4 separate regions of the Mus musculus genome follow, and all the other regions are linked to region 1. The links are chromatin contacts, called in public HiChIP or PLAC-seq and promoter capture Hi-C maps. All regions are on one chromosome and are shown on one strand. Each heading gives the region's core, a stretch centred on a gene start, on an enhancer-like site or on the middle of the called end of the contact. The rest is flanking DNA. Distances are from core to core; before and after follow the strand shown.

Region 1 (2,828 bases), core at 143-2,642:
CTTTGGGGAAATGGTCAGAAGGGCTGAGCTGTCTTAGGAGCTGACAGGAGAGCAGCCACCACTAATGTGCCCTTGGTGCCATGTGTTCTCACCCCGGGCACACCAGTGCCTCGTCTTTGTTTTCTTTTTCATCTATGTCTTTGTTCATTCAAAGTTAATAATAATTGTAATCCATAAATGAGTTTATATTTATACTCTAACATATCCAGAGGATTCTAGAAATAAAGCTGAGGGGTTTGGATGCCCCTATCAAAAAAAGTATAATTTGAGTTCTGGGACCTATTTGTTACCTGTGAAAAAAGGGAATCTGTCCCCTTCTGATTCTTAATTTTCTAGAGGGATGTGGTGGCAGGAAGAGAAATACTCGTTACCATTGGCAACTGCAGTGCGCTCAAGGCTTTGGGCCCAGCATTTGCCTGGGGGGCATATGCTATGCTTTTAGGGGGGGATAGGGCTTGCCCACCTTGGGTCATTTAGAGAAGGCCTATGACTAACGTTTCTGCATTTCATTCTGTCTCTTGATCTTTTGGGAGAAACAAGAACAAAAATTATTGAAAGGATCCCAAAGAAGATGGTATCTTTTTTTGCTTAACTAATCACAACCACAGGTGTCATGCAGCTCTAAACTAGGAGGGGAACCAAGCTCTGGTCTGCCTCCTGCACTGTCCCATAGAGACATCTGGGTTTCAGGAATCTGCCTTGAACTCAATGACCAAACAGGGTGCCTTTTCTTTCCCTAGCCAGTGCTTCCAATATATCCACCATATCCTGGATAATTTCCTGAGACTGTGTTTCAGAGTAGAGAAGTTGGGCATGGAGACAATGAGTTGAGGAGAGTTGAGCCTTCTTACGGGAATTAAAAGGTTATTAGCTGTGGGTTAAATGCCGGTTCCACCCTTTACAAGCTGTTTTAACTTTGGCGAGTAACTCCTTTAATCTGCCTCCTGTTGGGTAAAATGGGTCTGTACCGCTGCTGAATTCAAACACAGTGCCAAGTATATCCTTGAGCTTTCACTGTTATCTGTCAGTATTGAGTGGCCTCCCGCAAGTCACCTAAGTTTTGGGATGACGTGAAGATTTCAGCTCCGCGAATTGTCTTTTGCCTCTCGTAGCACCTGCCTTGCTCTCCTCCAGAGTTTAAGCAACTAAAGCACATCTGGCCGGGTAGGACAATAAGAAAACGTAAGGATATGGTGACGTAGAATCCGGAGAGGACCGAAGACTTGTGGGCGGAGGTTTGCGTTAGGTTTGCATGCAGCCACAGGATTGGTCGCGGAGAGAATTCCACAACCCCTCTTATGGGCCCGCCTTAGGACTCACTGCGCTTGCGCACGTCCTGTTCGCTCCGTCGCGAACCCACTACGTGACCTTATGACGTATGTCGCACTCACGTTGCCTGTGCGTCAGCGGTTAGCGCCGCCGATGCTTGGCGGGTTGTCCAGGTAACCACGGGAGTTGTCTCGGTCAGTGAGCATCCGAGACCGGTGTACGTCATGCAGTTGAAGCACCTGAGGACCCTGCTGAGCCCTCAGGTGAGGAATCGCATGCCTCTTCCATTCCCAGGCCACCAGGCGTTCAAAAAAAAAAAAAAAAAAAAAAGTAAGGGAACATAAGTTCATACTTTTTGAGCGTCTACTTTGTTCAGAAGACCGTGAAAGCTCTTTCAGCAGGCGACATGCATCACTAACGACTCTAAGCTTTCTTTGCATGACATTACATCAGTTGAGTGCCAGGCCCCAAGCTTAGGCTCTCCGGGATCACCCGCATTACGCGTCAAGGCTCTTTTTGGAAGGAGAGGCGCATATATAGTCAACCTTCATAAGTCTACACAGGATGAAATGAGCACTTTAGATATAAACCCTAAAAAAAGGTAGAGCAGAAGCTGAACCCTCTTTTGGATTGTGAAAGTGTGTCTCCTCAGAAGCAGAAGAGGCTGGGTGGGCGCTGGAGGAGGAGCCCAGAGACATAAACGAAGATTATGTTTGGTTTGGGCGTGAAGAGGACAGAGTCTCTGTCTTAGCTTAGCTCCAACACTGACTTGACCAAATGGTATTTCTGGCTTTAACCATCACCATACGCAATCATTCTATCACTAGCTTCTTCATCTGGTAAAGAAAAGGCGCAGGGAGAGCAACTGTAAGCGACTTAGGAGAATGTTAAATAAAGTTCTACACAGAACAGAATCTTATAAGCCTTGGTAGCCCAGGCTAGTAATCTCAGCAATTGTGGAGGTAGGAGGATCAGGAATGCAAGGCCATTCTTAGCTACGTGGAGAGTTCAAGGCCAGCCTGGGCTACTTGAGACTCTTAGGAGAGGGGGTAGGGGAAGGGAGAGAAGGGAAGGAAAGGGGAGGGGAGAAAAGGGGAGGGGGAAGGGGAAAAGGGAGAGAGGAGGGAAGGGAAGGGGAGGGTAGGAGAGAGAGAGGGGGGAGGGGAGAGGAAGAGGAAGAGGAAAGGCCTGTGAGCTGGCTCACTGGCTAAGGTACTTGCCACTAAGCCTGACCTCCTGAGTTTGAGCCCTGTGACCCACACAGTGGAAGGAAAGAGCCAGCTTGTGCAAGTTGTCCCACCCCACTCAAAATGTAAGGAAAAAGTTTTAAAGAGCATAAGAAAACTGGAAAGCCATAAGAAGGATGATTGACAAGAGAGAAAGGCATTCCAAAGTGAAAGGACAGGCTAACACAACACAGATAAGAAGGTTGGCTATGGGGGAAATGACTCATCACCAGCGTGGGAAACTGAGTTCAGATCTCCAGCATCCTCTTCAGAGCCAGGTGCACCTGTAATCTCAGTGTTTCGAAGGTAGACAGGTGGTCCCTAGAGTTCTAG
Region 2 (2,828 bases), core at 232-2,731, 480 kb after region 1:
CACCCCAGCATCACTGCCTTAGGGCTCTTTCTACAGGGTGAAGCCTGTCACATGACACCAGGCTTTAAATCCTCATGGCTTTTCTCCACAAAGTGGCTTATGAGAAAGTTATATAATTACATAGGGTGGAAGAGCTATAGAATGGATACATTTTCCAGGTTTTTGTTTTGTTTAGGGAGTAAGAACAACAATATCTTTTGCTTATTTGTTTGTTCGTTTCAAGACAGGTGTGTAAAAAAACCTGGAACTCTCTGTGCAGGACCAGGCTGTCCTTGAACTCAGAGCTGTGCCTGACTCTGCTTCCTGAGTGCTGGGATTAAAGGCATGTGCCACCACTGCTAATGATATCTTTTACACTGAAATGACTGGACATGTGAAGTAGATATAAAACCATGTGATTTTGAAAGTAAGACTTGTCTTAGTTAGGATTTCCATTGCTGTAAAGAGACACCATGACCAAGACAATTCTTATCAAGGACAATATTTAAAAGGGGCTGGCTTACAGGTTTAGAGGTTCAGTCCAGTATCATCATAGTAGAAAGGATGGCAGTGTCCAGGCAGGCAGGGCACTGGAGGAGCTGAGAGTTCTACATCTTGTACTGAAGGCAAACAGGAGAGCATTGTCTTTCAGGCAGGCAGGAGGAGGGTCTCAGAGCCTAACCCCACAGTGCCCACTTCCTCCAGCAAGGCCACACCTGCTAATATTGCCACACCTTGGGCCAAGCAGACAGTGCTCCTTGGGCATCTGTAAGTGTGGTAGAAGTTTCCATTCATATCAGAGGCCCAGAAGTGTTAATAGTTCACCTAAGCAAACCCACATGGCTAGTGAACATCAGAAGTAGGTTCTGTCTGGGAGGTGATGCTGCAAAGAAGTGGGTTCTGAACTACAGCCTGCGTCCAATCCACACCCCCTCTGTCCCATGCGTGCCGTGCCTTCTGACTGCCACCATTTGTCAAGGTGTCTTTTCCTCAACTCACTTCTAGATATAGGCACTGTCCTTGGCTCACTTTTGGACTAGCTAATGCAGGTCTAGGACGTGATATATGGGCAATTATTAAATGGATGGTGGAAGGATCAGTAAGCCTGCCAGACATAAACTGCTACATGAATATATAACATCTTTATTGAATGCGGATTTCTGGTCCTTCTTTTCTTTTTAGCATAGTATACCACAAACACTTTTTTTGACATAGTTATTTATATGTGAAGTTTAAATTTAAGTGGCTGTCCTGTTTTATTTATTTGAAGATTAGTGTGAAAGACTCAACTCTCATAAGAGAGTTCCAGTTATGAGAAAAATGACTGTGGTCCCTCATCCATGTGCTGGTTGCTTGCTTTAAGCCATTCTGGGGTTCAGGGCCAAGCATAGAAACATGTTGTTTTTCCTTGAGTCTTACCTGGTCACTTCATGGTGGCCTGTGTGTGGCTTAGGCCAATGTAGTCACTGATGAGTTTACGTCGCCATCTGGTGGTCATTCTGGGTAGTGCTATGAATGGAGTCCACCCTACTCAACCTGGAAAAGCCCTGGTAGACCAGGAGGGTCTGGCTAAGGATGGACAGGGATGGCGCAAGGGAAGACACACCTTTCTGGCAGCTGCTGCTGTAGCTAAGGATGAAGGCATGCCAAAGGAGGTTAACTTGGAGTGCTTTCCTCTCCCAGAATCCTCTGCTTCTCCAGTCGATCTTTCCATTCTCCAAGGCATGAAGATTCTCCTCGACTCTCATTTCTCCCTTTTTGATATTATGTGTGTGTGTGTGTGTGTGTGTGTGTGTGTGTGTGTGTGTGTGTAATGTGTGTGCTTTCGATATCATATGTATGGATCCAATACTTAATCAAAGCTCTAAAAATGTACCTTGATGCTTTTTTTTTTTTTCTAAAAATTTGTAGCTCTAGCTCTTAGATTTACATTTTTGACCCATTTTGGATGCGTTTTCCAGATTGTGAGGCAAATTCCAATTCCAATTTGTTTTGCATGTGGATATCTATGTGTCTAAACACAATTTGTTGAGAATACTGGTTTTAACTTTTTCTCCACTGAATTATCTTGAAATTGCTATTGTTAGGGTCAGAGTCTGGGCCTTTGCAGCTCTAACAAGCAAGGCTGGGCCACCATCCTGCACAGGCAAATAATAGTAACAGACAGAAAAAGATTCATACTGCATGTCCCTTGGGAGAACCGGTAAGGAGGGTCAATGGTATGCCCAAGCCCATGGTCTGAGTACTGACATGAGGTTAAGTAGAGAGCAAGAGGTGTGCTTCACTGCACATTTCTGGACAAGATGTGGCTCTGGCCCTCACTGACCCAATGCTGACTGCTGCCGTTGGCTCTCAGTCTGTCCTGAGTCAATGCCAGCATAGTGCAGACTCCTTCCAGAAGACAAGTCCCCCTCTGGGTGATGTAAAGGTCTCCAGCTTTAACTTCCCCAGCATGAGACTGGTCAGGGAAACATATGCTCCTTAGAGGCCATTGTTTTAGCAGACTGCTAGCTGCAGGGGACTGCATGTGCGTGTACGTGTGTGTGTGTGTGTGTGTGTGTGTGTGTGTGTGCTCCCTTATCTTCATGCCTGCCATGTGTTTTCGGGGTTTGGATAAGGTCTGAGTGTGTTTCCCAAAGTCTGTTGAGTTGGTTGGAGGGGTGGGTGTGGAGGGATATTTGAGAGGGAGGCCTACTGAGAGGTGTTGAGCTGTCTGGGGCTCCGTCTTCATGACTAGATTCATGATGGTTTCACCAGCTCCTTAAGGTTTTCCTGACTTTACTCTTCTGAGTCCTCTGTTGTTCCACATGAATTTTAAAGCCAGCTCTCCACCTTTACAGCTGGAATTC
Region 3 (2,828 bases), core at 125-2,624, 420 kb after region 1:
CTTGGGATTTCCATCTTCCTGCTCACCTATGTTTCTGACAAATACCAACATTCTTTCTATTCTAAGTGCACGCATTCTTTCCTTCCACATCTCCATATTGTCTGGAACACCCCTGAGTGTCCCAAGTCCCCATTTTCTCAGTCCCCAAGCCTAGGCACACTTACCGCTTTCAGTGCGTCCTCCAGGCGTCGGAATGGGCCCTGTTTCTGGTTTTGGCTAGGAACAGCTGTCACCTTCTTTGGTTGCTTCTTGTTTATCGGTTTCTTAGACTCTGCAGCAGGGGGTGGAACTTGCTCTTTATTCTGCCGTTTCATGATTTTCTCAAAGCCACGCTCATAAAGAGTGCTTGTAGTCTGGATTGGTGCTGGAATGAAGACAGGTAGAAAACAGCAGGCCACCCTTAAGACCCCAGATCCCACTGTACAGTGGTCTCTTCTTTGTAGAGGCACCTAAGTCATTTAGAGGGAGATTCTGGCCCAAGCCCTCTCTTCCTTGGAAGCAGCTTAGAAAAACAGGAAAGAGCCCTCCGGGTGGCTGATTTCAACCACCACAGTCAGGTCCCAGGCCCTCCCAGTTCTTTATTAAACAATTAAAGTATATGGGAACTAGACCACACTTTTTCCAGCACGGCCTCCACCCCCAATTCTTCTTAGTTCTGAGATGACAACTCTATATACTCAACAAGTGGCAAAATTTTTCTCCCTCTCTGGAGATTGTGGGGACAGGTGACACTGAAATTAACTCCTGGTTGGAGAATATGTCGGGCTATTCATCCCAGTGCTGGCCTTCTCATCCACTCCTCTCACACCTGCTGGTTATATAAGAAGGGGCTCCATGTAGGATCCCAGATGCCTCTGCTCCGTGGCTCAGACACCTGGCCAGTGAGGGCCGGGGCAGCTGAGAGGGTTGTGTGCAAAGGCTTGGACAGATAGAGATCGGAATTCCAGTCTCCTCAGACTCGAAAATCGGCTTCTCTGGACCTCCGCTTCCGACCTATGCAGCGGAGATGACCACCTCTCCTCGTGCTGTCCCTGAGTCACCGTGGCCGGGCTCCCGAGGATCGGCTCCCGGCTCCCGCAGCTGTCCGCCGTGCCCCTGCCCCACAGGCCCAGGTGGGCGGCGGCGGATACTCACAGCTCAGGTCGTATTTCAACACTCCATTTGCCTCCCCGAGCGCCCGGCGGTCACTGCCACCGCCGCCGCCTCGCCCACCGCTGCTTGCTCCAGGTCGCCGGCCCCTCTTCACCACCTCCCAGCCACCGCTACCCGCTGATCTGGCCGCCATGACTTCAGCTCCACCACCTCCCGGCTTTCGGCCCCGGACAACCTCCGCGCGGTGCCACGTCTGCTGCCTCCGCCGCCGCAAGGCACCCTGGGATTCGTAGTCCGTTCGCGCCACGGCGCCGCGCCGAGCGCCTGGGGAGTGATGGCGGCGGCCAGGTTCCGCCCCTGGGGCGCAAAAATCCCTACCCTGCACCTGCGGGCGGGCTCGCCTCTGACCCGCATGGAAATGGGACTGTTCCCTTTTTTCTTATCTTTGCAATGCTCCTGAAGGATGGAATGAAAATAGTTCTCACCTCGGGAGAATTTGAGGAATAAATGTGTTCTTACTTCTTAGAAAGTAGTAGTCTGTTAGCAATTAAACTTCGTATTTGGCGGCCAACAAACTTAATTGCCGAGGAGTGGGACGATGCAGACTTGGGGGAGAAAAGTAGAGCGGCAGAAAGACTGAGAAAACTTAGTAGAGTAGCTCAATGGCAGGGCGAGAAAAGTCTGGGGCAGCCAGGCCATGATCCCTTTGGAGGCAGCCAGGAAAGGACAGGCTCTGGCTCATGCCATGTTCCAGATGTTCAGCCCTAGACTGAAAGAATCACACAGCAAGGTCCCGACCCTAGACGGCCTACAAAACTTGAATGATCCCAGCTAGGGAGCATGATGAATGATAAAACAGCAATGAAAATATCACATTTAAGGAAATATGTTGCTTAGTGTGCTTGTGTGGAACTCATGCTCCCGCACTGCTGTACACATTATCCCCCCCAAACCTCCTTGGTTACTTTTTTTTAGACAGGGTTTCTTTGTGTAGAGCTGGCTGTCCTGGTACTCTCCCTGTAACCAGGCTGGCCTTGAACTCAAGAGATCTGACTGCCTCTGCCTCCTGAGTGCTGGGATTAAAGACATAAACCATCACTGACAAGGAGTGGTCCACTTTTCTTACAGGGTAAATTATTCAGCTGAAGGATGCTTGAAGCCCTAGGAGAGGGAGGGAAGTGGTTTCTGAAACAGGTGGCAGTTGAGATGACTCCCAGGAAGGGAGAATTTTCATTGGTTGGGGATCATGGCTTGTGGAGAGACTGCTTCAATCGTATGGCTTTATTAATTTAGGCAAAGGTCTAGAGTGGTAGACTATATAACAAAACTGAAAGTAGTTCGACATGACTTCATACAATTGGAAAAGGATCATGACCGCCAAATCTGGAGTTTATTCTCTAGACTCTAGAAACTGGAGAGGGAAAAGGTGACATGACCCTTAAAAAACAGCACCCAGGCCTGTGTGAAGGATGGGTCACAGAGAAAGAAGGCAGGTGAGGGATGACCAACCCTTGCAGCCTTCTGGTGTCCTCCATCCCCTTTAGGCCCAGCCATAGCTGCCTGTCTTAGGGGTTCTGAGATGGAATGTATTTGGCAAGGAAGGTATCTGTGCTGATCAGCAGTCAGTTCCTTTTTCAGATGCTGTTTCCCTCTACTCAGACACCACATGGTCCTTTGTCCAATCCCTGCTGTCACAGGTATCATCACAGAAGAGGGCCTATGTTGGGAAGAGAAAC
Region 4 (2,828 bases), core at 84-2,583, 330 kb after region 1:
ATTCACACAGTGAGAAGTTCTGCTTCTTAGGACATCTCTGAAACCAAATATGGAGTGTTTTCAGACACATCTCCAATTCTAAGACACCAACTAGGTATCTGTCCAACAATGGAACGAAATTTCTAACACCACCCACCCACAGGTGTTCACACTGGATAGATCCCATAAATCAAAGGGACTGATCCTAAAGGATCGTTTCCAGTGTCTCCAGCTTTGAGTCCTGACCATCTATCTGTACTTCTAAATAACAGGCTGGGAAGCAGAAGTCCCTGTGACTTCCTCTGTCAGTCTGGTAAGTTGTCAGAACAGCACACAGAGCTCACTTCCATCTTCCTTAGGATTTCTCTTCTAGCATAAAGAATAGAACTCAGAATTAGCAGAAGGGAAGAGATGTGTAGGGCAAGGTACATGGAGGATAAAGGGTGAAGAATGCAGTACTTCCTTGCCCTCTCTGGGCACACCATCCATCCATCCAGCACCTACATGAGACCACCAACCCAGGAGCTCATTGATCCCTATTGTCTAGGGTTGTTTTAAAAACAAATATTTCATCATATGGGCACATACTGGCCACTGGTGACTGAATTCAGTGTCAAGTTCCTCTCTCCTCCCTGAAGGCTAGTAAATGGGCCTAAAATTGGCTTCTTCTAATCACGTGGTTTGTTCAGCTGCATATGGGTCCAAAAGACACCATGGTAGTATAAATTCATGTATGGTTGACTGGGGCTCATTATGAATCGCAAAAGACATCAAATACTAAAATATAAACCATATTCAAATAATGGTCCTTACATCTCTATAATGTGAACATGTTCCAAAAACACTTAAATAGTAGGGTAACCAAATAGCCCGGTTTATCTGGGATTTTGTGGGTTTTTGTGCCTAGTCTCAAGTCTTGCCAGTCCCATGAGTTCGATGTTCCAGAAGTGGATGTCAAGCCATAAGAAAGAGTCCAATCAACCGCGGAGGATGCTCTCAAAGTGGGGACTGATTTCTTCATATTAGGATATTAGGAAGCAGTGAATCTGTTTTGGAGTGTCTGTCCTCCACACAACCCGGGAGAACCCATTTCCTCCCTGGAGTAACACACAAAGGCCCGGCTTGTACGAGTCTGCTGTGTATCTCTCCTGAAGTGGGGACTGTCCCAGTCCGAGAACTTTTTAATTCGATTTACTGATCTTCAGTAATCTCTTCTAGCCCCACCTCCCACGCCCCACACAAAGATGGCAGCTTCATCGTCATTCGGGGCTAGGACCCGGATCCGACGCCAGGGTTCCGTGACAGCGCGTCCCGCTAGTGCTGACGCGGATTGGCGTCTTGCGCTTGCGCAGAGAGAGCCCAGGAGCTCGGCGCGTGCGCACTGAACGCCTGCAAGACCCAGTCGGCCGCGCGGGCGCAGATCGGCTGCTTGCGGTGGTTTGAGTGGTGGCAAGTCCAGTGCTGAGAGGGGTCGGCAGTCTTCCGGAAAACTCTAGCGCCAAGTTCCTGAGCTTTCGGAGGCGAGGCGCGGCATGTCGTGGGTTCCGCGGGGTTGGCGGTGAACGTGCGGGCGGGATGGGTCGGCGCCGGGGTGTGGAGCTGTACCGGGCCCCGTTCCCGTTGTACGCGCTTCGGATAGACCCCAAGACTGGGCTGCTCATCGCTGCGGGCGGAGGAGGAGCTGCCAAGACCGGCATAAAGAATGGCGTGGTGAGAACGCAGGGCCACTGAGAACAGGTTATACCGTGGCCCAGGGAGATTCCAGGGTGGCCGGGGGATGCAGAGGTGAGCAGTACCCCTGATTTAGTCCCTACCCATTTCTAGCGGGAGCACCCAGGATTGCCGTTCGGGTGCTGGTTTCACCTGAGCAGAGTGGTTGAGACAGCCAAAATTAGACTGAAAGCTGTGCAGGTCTGCGAATCCAGGACTGTCCACGCCGGATTACGAGAGCTGGTCCAGGGCTCATACGCTGGCCTTTTCCAGGAAGGCACATTGTCTTGTCCATCTTCAAGCAGCTGGAGACGGAATTCTTTTCTTTCTGTAAACTGGACCTAGTAATCTAAACCCTGCTTGCTGTATGAATTAAGAAGCTCCAGTAAGAGAATACAGCTCTAAGCAACAGCAACAACAACCAAAGAAACAAAAAAACAAAAAAAAACAAAAAATAAGAGCTGGAGGTGCGGGAAGCAAAAGTACAACTGAGAGAGACTAGGATTTAATGTGACTTCCGGGCTGGCCTGACCTTTGCCCACTTTGGTTCCCTCACAGCATTTTCTGCAGCTAGAGCTGATCAACGGGTGCCTGAGCGCTTCCTTGCTGCACTCTCATGACACGGAGACACGGGCCACCATGAATTTGGCGCTTGCTGGTGACATTCTTGCTGCCGGACAGGATGCCCAGTGTCAGCTTCTTCGTTTCCAGGTCCATCAACAGAAGGGCAGTAAAGCGGAGAAGTCAGGTGAAGAGCTTTGGAAAAAGTCGCTCTAATTCTTGGTCTCCAAAAACGAGAGATTAGGTGTGGGGCAGTGGTCACATTGAAGTCTGTACTTGGGTCACTAGAGGACTGGTGTTAGTTAATACAGATGCTCAGGTCCATCTGAGGGAGGTGGTGCACAGCTGTAGTCTCAGAGCTTAGGAGTGGAGGCAAGAGGATATTTAAGGCTAGCCTGGGGTGCCTAGCAAATCCCTGTCTTAAAAAACAACAACAAAGGAATCTGGTTCCTGGCAAATTGTTTGTGTTGCAGGTTCCAAGGAGCAGGGACCTCGACAGAGAAAGGGGGCTCCTCCAGCAGAGAAGAAATCGGGAGCACAAGTTCACCCCGAAGGGGTTGAACTCAAAGTAAAGAATT

What was found. HiChIP or PLAC-seq counts read pairs in DNA pulled down with a chosen protein or histone mark. Capture Hi-C pulls out chosen DNA fragments and counts their contacts.
Region 2: a contact with region 1 is called in an H3K4me3 HiChIP or PLAC-seq map of bone marrow-derived macrophages, with 9 times the contacts expected there. The contact joins the enhancer-like site here to the promoter of Ift172 in region 1.
Region 3: a contact with region 1 is called in a promoter capture Hi-C map of pancreatic islet. The contact joins the promoter of Tmem214 here to the promoter of Ift172 in region 1. A contact is called at or near these places in 2 of 39 promoter capture datasets (hematopoietic stem and progenitor cells and pre-B cells) and 1 of 9 other capture datasets (pancreatic islet).
Region 4: a promoter capture Hi-C map of pancreatic islet shows a contact between it and region 1. The contact joins the promoter of Preb here to the promoter of Ift172 in region 1. A contact is called at or near these places in 3 of 39 promoter capture datasets (erythroid cells, liver and pre-B cells), 3 of 484 Hi-C or Micro-C datasets (CD4 T cells, CD8 T cells and liver), 1 of 115 datasets of contacts at active chromatin or transcription factors (memory CD8 T cells) and 3 of 9 other capture datasets (adipose tissue, liver and pancreatic islet).

What each region holds. Positions count from the first base shown.
Region 1 is chr5:31,289,678-31,292,505 of GRCm38.p6, reverse strand. It overlaps Ift172 (intraflagellar transport 172), which reads left to right and starts at 1,392. Exons shown (of 48, transcript NM_026298.5): 1 at 1,392-1,532. The coding sequence starts at 1,494. It overlaps Fndc4 (fibronectin type III domain containing 4), which reads left to right. Exons shown (of 7, transcript NM_022424.6): 7 at 1-264.
Region 2 is chr5:30,804,949-30,807,776 of GRCm38.p6, reverse strand. All of the region lies in intron 1 of Gm46907 (a long non-coding RNA gene), which reads left to right. Among named protein-coding and RNA genes, the nearest start is that of Gm46907, 8.4 kb to the left of the region's middle. Within about 2 kb of position 1,481, at least 6 of the 459 cell types and tissues checked have an H3K27ac peak or open chromatin away from gene starts, as enhancers often do. A contact at or near this core is called in bone marrow-derived macrophages, where this site is marked.
Region 3 is chr5:30,868,125-30,870,952 of GRCm38.p6, reverse strand. Tmem214 (transmembrane protein 214) reads right to left here and starts at 1,374. Exons shown (of 17, transcript NM_144525.4): 1 at 1,135-1,374; 2 at 165-364. The coding sequence starts at 1,285.
Region 4 is chr5:30,958,832-30,961,659 of GRCm38.p6, reverse strand. It overlaps Preb (prolactin regulatory element binding), which reads left to right and starts at 1,333. Exons shown (of 9, transcript NM_016703.3): 1 at 1,333-1,689; 2 at 2,248-2,437; 3 at 2,724-2,828. The coding sequence starts at 1,555.